2 separate regions of the Mus musculus genome follow, and region 2 is linked to region 1. A link is a contact called in public Micro-C data. All regions are on one chromosome and are shown on one strand. The core of a region is the stretch at or near the end of the contact, and the rest is flanking DNA. Distances in the headings are between cores, read along the strand shown. Region 1 holds the start of Tmem177 (transmembrane protein 177). Region 2 holds the start of C1ql2 (complement component 1, q subcomponent-like 2).

Region 1 (4,340 bases), core at 167-2,666:
GGTGGTGGCTGGTGGTGGCTGTGGTGTGGGCCTTTAATCCCAGCACCCAGGATGTAGAGGCAGGTGGACCTCTGAGTTTGAGGTCAGACTGGTCTACAGAATGAGTTCCAGGACAGCCACAGCTACATAGAGAAATCATATCTTAAAAACCAAACCAAACCAAACCAAAACATCAACTAAGTTCACCCAAAGTGTGGTTTGAGATGTCTCAGGAAATTTGATTTTCAAAACAAAAAAGGAAATTGTGAGATATAAATAAGGAAGATAATCTGTAAGGTGTGTGGATTAATTGAAAGTTGACTATAAACCAAGTAGAATAATATCTTTATACAGAAATTCCTGGATGTATTAAGGTAATATTTGTAAACAGACTTTATGCTTAAAGATATGAGATAGCTCTAACCTACTGAATAGTAATGAAAACACTAGCAATGGTGAGTATTATTTTAACACCCAAAGCCCCTGGGCACTGTTTTTTTAGAAAACTCCTCAGACTATTAATGAGATGGCTGAAGTGGTAAAGTGACTGCCACAAAAGCATGCAGACTTGAGCTCAGTCCTCAGCAGCCACATAAAAACAAACAAAACCAAAAACCTGGCTGTTAATGGTGTATGATTGTAATCCCAGCCCTGGGGAGACAGAAGCAGGCAGACCCCTGGGGCTCACTTGATCAGGCTGGCTACCTTAATTGCTGAACCCCAGATGCCAGTGAGATAACCCTATCTCCAAAAACGGGTCAGCTGTCTCCTGAGGAGCAACATCCAAGTTCACCTATAAATGAATGAGCGCACATTTGTGTATCCACGCATCTACCATTTGTTGGGTGTGCCTTCTAGTAAGTACTTATTACTTAACTCTAATATGGTCTACACCACACTTCTTTTCTTGTATTGTTTTGTTTTGTTTTTCGAGACAGGGTTTCTCTGTATAGCCCTGGCTGTCCTGGAACTCACTTTGTAGACCAGGCTGGCCTCAAACTCAGAAATCCGCCTGCCTCTGCCTCCGGAGTGCTGGAATTAAAGGCGTGTGCCACCACACCCGGCTTTAGACCACAATTCTTGCTGGTCTCACAAGGTCACTTGACCTTCGGAATGCAGCGGTCACTGGCAGCAATTCCAGACCTTTCTGTCCTCGCTTTTCTCATTAAGCTTAGCTCTCCTCCCAGCGTACTGCACAGATACCTATTCGGCGCTACAGAAATCCGGGCCAGCAGGTCTCTATCTTGGCTCCGAAGGGCGCCGCGACACGGCTGAATTGGATAACAAAGTCCTCAAACTGCTCCACCTCGCCCTGAATAAGACCTTAGAGAGCAGACCTCAGGACCAGAACAGAAGCGCTGCTCCAAGCCCCGCCCACAACGCCCGTTCCGCCCACAAAGGCCCCGCCCACAAAGGCCCCCAGACCGGCGTGCTTTGCGCCTGCTCAGTCCGGCGCGGGAGCGGCGTGTTCTAAGGTTGCTACCGAGGTAAGCTCTCCTCTTGGCTGTGAGTTCTCTTATGTCCAGCTTCCGGGTTCAGTCATGTTCCGGTTGTTGGAAGCAGCCCGGTATGTGTCAGGGCGGAATCACATTGAGAGCTCTTCTAAAGCCAGAGCCTACACCTGCTTCTAGGCCAACTGCGAGACTCAGAGGCCGACCCGGGAGAGGTTGTTTTTGTTTTTGTTTTTTGTTTTTTTTTTTGTTCCCTTCCAAGGACCCTGTCTTTTCTAGCCTCAGTTTCCTCTTGGAAAGAATGAGTTAAATGAGTGATACAGAACCCTACGTTTTGTTTACAGTAGTACATTGCTAATCAAACGCTTCGCGGAGATAGGAATAAAGTGAAATTTCATCCAAAGAGAAATAACAGTCATAGTGACATAATCACAGACGAAATAAGGTGCCCAGAATATTCAAAAGTGCGCCTGTGAGACTTTGTCTCAAAAAAAAAACCACCACCAATTAACTTTAAAAACAATATTAACTTTGCTAATGAGTGAGGTGGATGGTCTGTTTGGTCTGTTTGTGTATATATAATAGATAACATTTTTAAGGTGAACAGCTTGCTATGAATCTCTAACGGCCCGTGATCAAATACCGAACCTTTGCTATCAGTGGTTAGCCTGCCAAGAAAAGTGTCTCATGAGGAATGACCTGAACAACAGGAGTTTATTTTTTCTTAGTTCCAGAGCTGGAGGTCCAAGACTCAGGTGTGGCCAAGCTAGGCTCCCTGGGTATTTCAGCAAGGCTAACAAATGGCCATCTTACCCCTGGATCTTCATGTGGTATTTTTTCTGTATGTGTCCGGATCTGAGCTCGAAAGCAGTGAGATCTGAGTATTGCTATCCCACGAACCTTCCGTTTCTATTTCAATGATAGGCCGAAGCTCCAAATACAGCCACCTCGTAAGATAATGGAAATGTGGCTCAACCATGGGAGCTTGGTGGAAGTAGGGACACTAGGCAGCATGTGACACTGCCACTTGTGGTTTTGGCCAATAAACCTGTCCAGCTGCATCCCTTTTCACAGCTGGAAATAAACTGTTGTGGTATGGGCTCTGAAGTATGATTTTTTTTTTCTTAGACTGACTGAATCCAGTGAATTCTCTGTGTCCTCAGACTCTATATTTGGTGATACCACCAGCTACATATCAAAAAATGTTTTGGAAGGAAAATTTGTATCTGTACTGAACATGGCTTTATTTTCTGGCCTTTAATTCCTAAGCAATATAGCATCACAAATTACAAATGTAGTGTTTGCATTGTAATAGGTTCTGTAATAACAAATACTAAGCCTTTTTGTAAGAGATGAGCATGTGAGGATCTTGGAATGTTTGTATCTTGAATCTAATCCTCTAAGGATATGCACATATAGTATTTATGTATAAATGTGTGCGTTTAAATATTCCCTGTGTTTATTAGTGTTACATGTATTTCCTAGTACAGTTGGCTGTCTGTGTCCATGCATATTCAATCAGCCAAGAACTGAAAATATGCAAGCAAAACTGTGTCTGCTGAGCAGGCAGACATTTTAGTCGTAGTCTAGCTCTATATGTAGTCTTGTGTTGTAGTGGGTATTATAAGTAGTATGGAGATAACTTAAAGTATGTGAGAGGTGGGTATATATATATATATATTTTATGAGAGCTCATATGCAAATGCTATGCTATTTATATAAAGCAACTGATGGTCTTTGATTTTTGGTATCTGTGGGGATCCTGGAAGTAAACCCTTGTAGCCACTGAGGGACAGCTGTATACGCAGTGCTCTCAGAACTGTGTCTAGCATACAGTAGGTGATTAAACATGTGAATCCTAAGTCAGTTAGAGAGTCACTCTAGGATGAGTGGTGGTTGGAGAGAGGCTGTCGAATACTTAGTGCTGTGTCTAGCCATGGCAATACAGCCATTGCCAGAGGATGTCCACCACTGTGAGACACTGAAATGTCCTCTCTGTATTTACCCATCACAGTTGCTCTACACCTGGCTGCCAATGGGAAAGCTGATTCTGTGAAGCCTGAGGTGTCGGACTCTGGATGGAACCCGTACTCTCAGCCACAATGCAGTGTCACTTCAGTTAGGAACATTGTGGCCCCGGAGGTTGTTTAGCCCACAACCTGACAGAACCATCGGCTGACTTCTCTTCTTCTTGGCCAGTCTATCAGCAGAGGCAGTACTCATGGCTGGTCCTCTGTGGAGGGCTGCAGCCTTTATACAGAGACACAGAACAAGCCTATTGGTGGGTTCCTGTGCAGGCCTGTTTGGGGTTCAAATCTCATTTCACCTCTTCCCAGATCCCATAGTCCAGTGGCTCTACCAGTACTGGCCTCAGGGCCAACCAGCTCCTCTTTCCCCTCATCTGTGGAGCCTCTTCCAAGAGGTGCTAAAGGACATAGGTGTCCCTTCGGGTCACTGCTACAAGCCTTTTACCGCCTTCACTTTTCAGCCTGTGAGTGCTGGATTCCCACGGTTGCCTGCTGGGGCTGTGGTGGGAATCCCTGCCATCTTCCTGGGTGGCCCTGTGACCAACATTGAACACTCTGTGATCATACATGGGCAAAGAGTGGATTGGCAAAGCCCAGCAGGCACCAGGCTGAGAGATGCCCTGACCATGTCTCATAATGCCCAGAAGTTTGCCTTGGCCAAGGAGGTGGTATACCTGGAGAGTGGTGTGGCTGCCCTACAGACCCTGCCAGCCCCAGCTTGCCTAGCAGGAACATGGGCAATAAGTGTGGGTGCCAAGCATGCCCTGGGGCTCTACGGAGGCCCCATGAGCTTGCGAACTGCCTTTAACTTGGTGGCAATAGTGGTAGGCTATGTAGCCTATACCTTTTCCAAAGACTCTCTCACTCTTGCCCTGGAAGGCTG
Region 2 (4,637 bases), core at 1,435-3,934, 430 kb before region 1:
AGAAAGGGCATTGGCTGGGTTGAATGACAGGGAGGAATGTCTGAAGTCCAGGTAAAAGGGCTCTATTAACAAAAAGAGCAGGAGCCGGTGGTCTAAAAACATAATTTAATGCATGGCAGAGGAGGATATGGAGAGTGTGCATGACAAGGTGAACTTTCTGTTTGTTGGAATTCTGCTAGGGGTGGATTTTTGGCTGATGGATAGGAAAAACTGCACAGGCATTTCGGGTCACAAAAAGGGAGGTCCGAGAGAGTAGCGGTCACCAGGGTCTTTCTTCCTTGTGAGTCTTGCAGCCCTTAACCGGGGGACACTGGAAGGAAGAGGCAAGCTGGGAGACCTCAAACTCCCTAGGGCCGCCTGTCTAGTCCAATCAGCTTTCTCAAGTCTGGGCTGCCCCGCAACTAACCCCGCCAGAGCTGGGATTCTCGCCCAGCTCCCCACTTGAATGTTCCCTCTCCCTCCCCAGGATGGGCACTGGGACCGGGGACACAGCCTCCCCGCAGCGTAGTGAATCCTAGACACACTGAGGCCTGAGGCAGGACAAGTAGGAGAGCAGGGATGTGTCTTTTCCAACGGAGATGTCAGGAAGTGTCATGAAGCCGCAGAGTGACATTCACCAAAGAGCCCGCGCGCGCCCGATGGGGATGGGGTGGCCTGAAGCCACCCGGCCTCGCGCGCGCCCTCTAGGCCCCTAATCCGGATACAGGAGGAAGCCCGAGAACGTGCTGTACTTGTTATTGTTGCCGCCGTGAGCCTTCCCGCCGTCCAGCTTCACGTAGACTTCATCGCCTGAATCCAGGTGCAGTACCACGCTGTTGCTGGCGTAGTCGTAATTCTGGTCCGCGTCCTGGGCTATGGCGCTGGCTCGCACCTGCGGGGCGAACCAGAAGAGCGAGCGGGTGGGACCCTGCACCTCTTCCTGAGTCCAAGCCTGGCCTCCCTCGCCCATCCCTTTGCAGGCTCCCTGCCTGCTACTTCAGTGTAAACACTCCCTCCTCGGCTCCAAGTTCTCTTGGTAGCAGAGTCAAGGAAAGGGGGTTTACTTGCCCAGTATGTAAAGGTCCTAGGGGGTCAAGGCCAAGATGAATAAACTGGAGGGAAAGGGATGGCCCACGTGCAATCACAGTGATAAAGACAACTGGGTTTTTCTAGGAGCCCAGCCACTTCAGGCCATGACTCAATCGATTGGGGACTGGAGACCTATTTAGGTGCCAGGGTCACTGTGCACCCGGGGTCCAGTCTCAAACGCCCAGTACATTTATGCAAAGGACAGCATAGTACGCAGGGAAGCTGGGCGATGCATGTGGTCCAGCGCCCACCCGACCCCAGAGTTTGCTGGGGCGCTGGAGAGTGGCAGGAAACAGTATATAGTTCCCTGGGGTTCCGGGCGCCTGTAATGAACGGTCTGCGGACTCTGTTGGGCCGGGAAAGGTAGGGAGGGGTGTGTGGGAGAAAGTCACTGACCTGCCCGTTCTTGCAGAGATCCGCCCACATGCTGGTTCCGTCGCCGCCACGCATGAGAATGTGGTACGTGAAGAAGTAGATGCCCCGCACCTGGCAGCTGAACTTGCCTGTAGTGGGGTCGTAGTGATTGCCAAGATTGGTGACCACGTCGTCGAACTTGAGCACCTCGTAGCCTTCGTGGGGGCTCTTGAGTCCCACGTAGAAGGCGATCTTGGGACCGCTGAAGGCGGCGCTCAGCGCACTGGTCACTTCTCCCTCCGTGTCGCCACCGCCCCCGGTTCCGCCACTCACCACTCCAACGCCACCGGCCGCGCTGGTTGTCAACTGCAGTCCGGGTAGCCCTGGCCTCCCCGAGTCTCCTTTCTCTCCCGGGGGACCCCTGGGCCCAGGAGGCCCTGGCTCTCCAGGAGGACCCCGAGGCCCTGGCTTGCCTGGTCGCCCCGGATCACCCTTTGGTCCCTGGATAAACGGAGGCGGGGGGTTGGCGCTGAGGTCCTGCATAACTTCCAGGGCAGCGGTACTGGGTCCCGGCGGTGGAGCCTTGGCGCCCGCGGGTCCCCCTGCGGGAGCGACGCTGTATGGGTCACAGATCATGCGGCAGGTGCCCAGCATCTCGTAGTGAGCCGCTCCGGGGGGCGCCGCCTGCAGCAGCAGAGGCACCGCGATCAGCAGCCCCAGTGCCATGGCCAAGAGCACGCCGACGGCCGCCAAGCAGGCGCGCCGCCGCCGCTGCCACAGCCGGGAGGCGACCGCCACCAGCTCCTCCTTGCCGCCTGGGGAGGTAATGGTGGAGCGGCGCCGGGTGGCCCCGCTCTATGCGTTCGGACGCCAACTCCGCAGGTCCCCTCCGCGTCCCCGACGTGGAGACCCCTCTCTTAGCCACCCAACTATTTCAACGAGAGGTATCCGGACCTGGGCTCCTGAGGCCACCGCTCTGGAACTGATCTGGAGAGTCGAAGAGCCCGACACGCATGACGAGGGGCTCACAGGACGAGCCCGGCACCCCGGCGGGGACCGGGTAGTGGCGGCTGGGGAATGCTGGGTCTCAGTGCGGCGTCCGGTGTTGGCTCAGCTGCGCTGGTTCCTGCTCTGCTGGGATTGGCGGGGCTTGGCAGGGTTCGGCGGGACGCGGGATCGGCTCTGCCGCACGCTCTGCTCTGTTCTCCCTCTACTAGCTGGTTCCCGGGCGGAGGGGGTACCCAGCTACCCTAACGTAAGATCAGGACTGAGCGGCGGAGGCGGCGAGGCAGCAGCGTGCGCTGCCATCACTCGGGAGACGGCGCTCTCCTGTCATCAGCTCCCATCCCGCGGCGTCCTCCGGAGATGTGCCTGCTGGCGGCGCCCAGGAGCCACAAGTGGGAGCAGCGGGCAGCAGCCCCTAGCTGGGGCTCCACAGACACACCCACTCTTGCCCACTCTCCTCTCGCAGACCACCAAGCTCTGGAACCCACGCGCGCAATCAGTGGGTGCATACAGCACCCACACACGACCACGATGTGGTGCCTGCGAAGTCCTGGCGGGGTCACCAAATCCATTTCCTATCTGGATGAGCCCAGGTCTCAACCCAAGTCCAGGACAGCCTAAGCTTCCAGTTCAAGAACAGAAGCACACACTGTATGTTGCAGCCTTTTCTGTTTTAAAACAGAAAGCGGGGTGGCAGAGGGGGATTCGCATACTACATACAGAAAGTAACCAACTTCCAAATAGAGGAGTAAGAGGAGGGGCACACCTACATCTTATTCAGAAGGCTGAATGGTCTTATATGTCTAGTCAGCTCTTGGAATTCGAACACGTTTAGTAACTGTTGATGAACAATTTTCAAAATAAAAAGAGGAAAGCAGGGCAGTGATGGTGCATGTCTTTAATCCCAGCACTGGGGAGGCAGAGGCAGGCAGATCTTTGAGTACAAGGCCAGCCTGGTCTACAGAGTGAGTTCCAGGATAGCCTGAGCTACACAGAGAAACCCTGTCTTAAGAAGAAAAAAAAGAGAGAAAGAAAAAAGAAAAAGAAAGGAAGAAAAAAACCTCTAAATTAATTAATTGAGCAACTAAGTGGAAACAATAAATAATTAAAGTAAGGCCTCTGGGGAAACAAGATGTCAGTAGTGGTACTGAACCCTTGTTTCTTTTAAAGGTTGTTTTTTTTTTTTTTAATTCATGTACATTGGTATTTTGCCTGCATGTGTGATCGTGTCAGATTCCCAAGAATTGGAGTTTCAGACATTTGTGAGCTGCTATGTGGGTGCTGAGAATTGCATCTAGGTCCTCTAGGAAGAGCAGCCAGTACTCTTAACTCAAGCCCTCTCTCCCCTGCCTCAACTCTAATTTCTTAAAGGCAGATTCCTTCTCCTCCTCCTCCTCCTCCTCAGGGTCTCAATCTCTTCCCCCTTCCTGTTGTTACTTATTTTCTTCTTTAAATTTAGTTTCTTTCGTAAACATCATACAAAATATTAGATGTCATTATAGCATTTTAAAACAACGTGTTTTAGTAAATTCTCCTCCCTTACCTTCACCATTCACACTGAAGGCACAGGGAGCCCTGCTCCAGGCTGGTGAGTGAGTTCCTCTCCAGGAACACCCCAGCTCCCTCTCCCTGCATCCAAATGCATTTGCACCCCTCCTCCAGCTGGGGCACAATTAAAGGAGAATCATCTATGTCCTTCTACTGCTACTAAAGAGGAAACAGAGCCACACACACTGGGCCCCTGCTCCCCCGGGGAGCTGGGAAGGCACCTACCTCAGAGGGGAAGAGCCCCTGGTCTGGGTAGGCTGGATGTCCTGGTGCTGTCTATCACCTACACAAGTGAGTGACCCCACACCTCTGGTTTCTGGGCCACCTTCCGGGGCGGGGCTTGTGCTCTAAAGAGAGTGGTTGTTTATCAGATGCCATGCTCAGTGGAGTCTCACTTTTCACTGTGGTTGCTTCTGCTCCCACCGCTGGCCACTTGCTGGTCCCACCACAGCACAGGTCTCCACAATATTCCTGCTAAGAACGGCTGTGTGGTTGCTTTGTGAGTTCTCTTCCCTTCCTTTGCAGATACAGTCCTGTGCATTCATGCCTTTTCTCCTCTAATATAGATGGGAAAACACAGGCTTTGATGGTACGAGGAGCTTGTCCAGGGTCTACCCTGGCTTTCTGAGTTTTCAGATCTCCCCAGTCTGCCCAGAGCAACC

The links. Hi-C and Micro-C count contacts between places; a contact is called where the count stands out from the background.
Region 2: a contact with region 1 is called in a Micro-C map of embryonic stem cells, with 4 times the contacts expected there. The contact joins the promoter of C1ql2 here to the promoter of Tmem177 in region 1. A contact is called at or near these places in 1 of 39 promoter capture datasets (embryonic stem cells), 1 of 484 Hi-C or Micro-C datasets (embryonic stem cells) and 1 of 9 other capture datasets (pancreatic islet).

What each region holds. Positions count from the first base shown.
Region 1 is chr1:119,910,259-119,914,598 of GRCm38.p6, reverse strand. It overlaps Tmem177 (transmembrane protein 177), which reads left to right and starts at 1,416. Exons shown (of 2, transcript NM_175106.4): 1 at 1,416-1,466; 2 at 3,445-4,340. The coding sequence starts at 3,652. All of the region lies in intron 2 of Gm28209 (a long non-coding RNA gene), which reads right to left.
Region 2 is chr1:120,338,629-120,343,265 of GRCm38.p6, reverse strand. It overlaps C1ql2 (complement component 1, q subcomponent-like 2), which reads right to left and starts at 2,684. Exons shown (of 2, transcript NM_207233.1): 1 at 1,465-2,684; 2 at 92-871. The coding sequence starts at 2,148. The coding sequence ends at 692.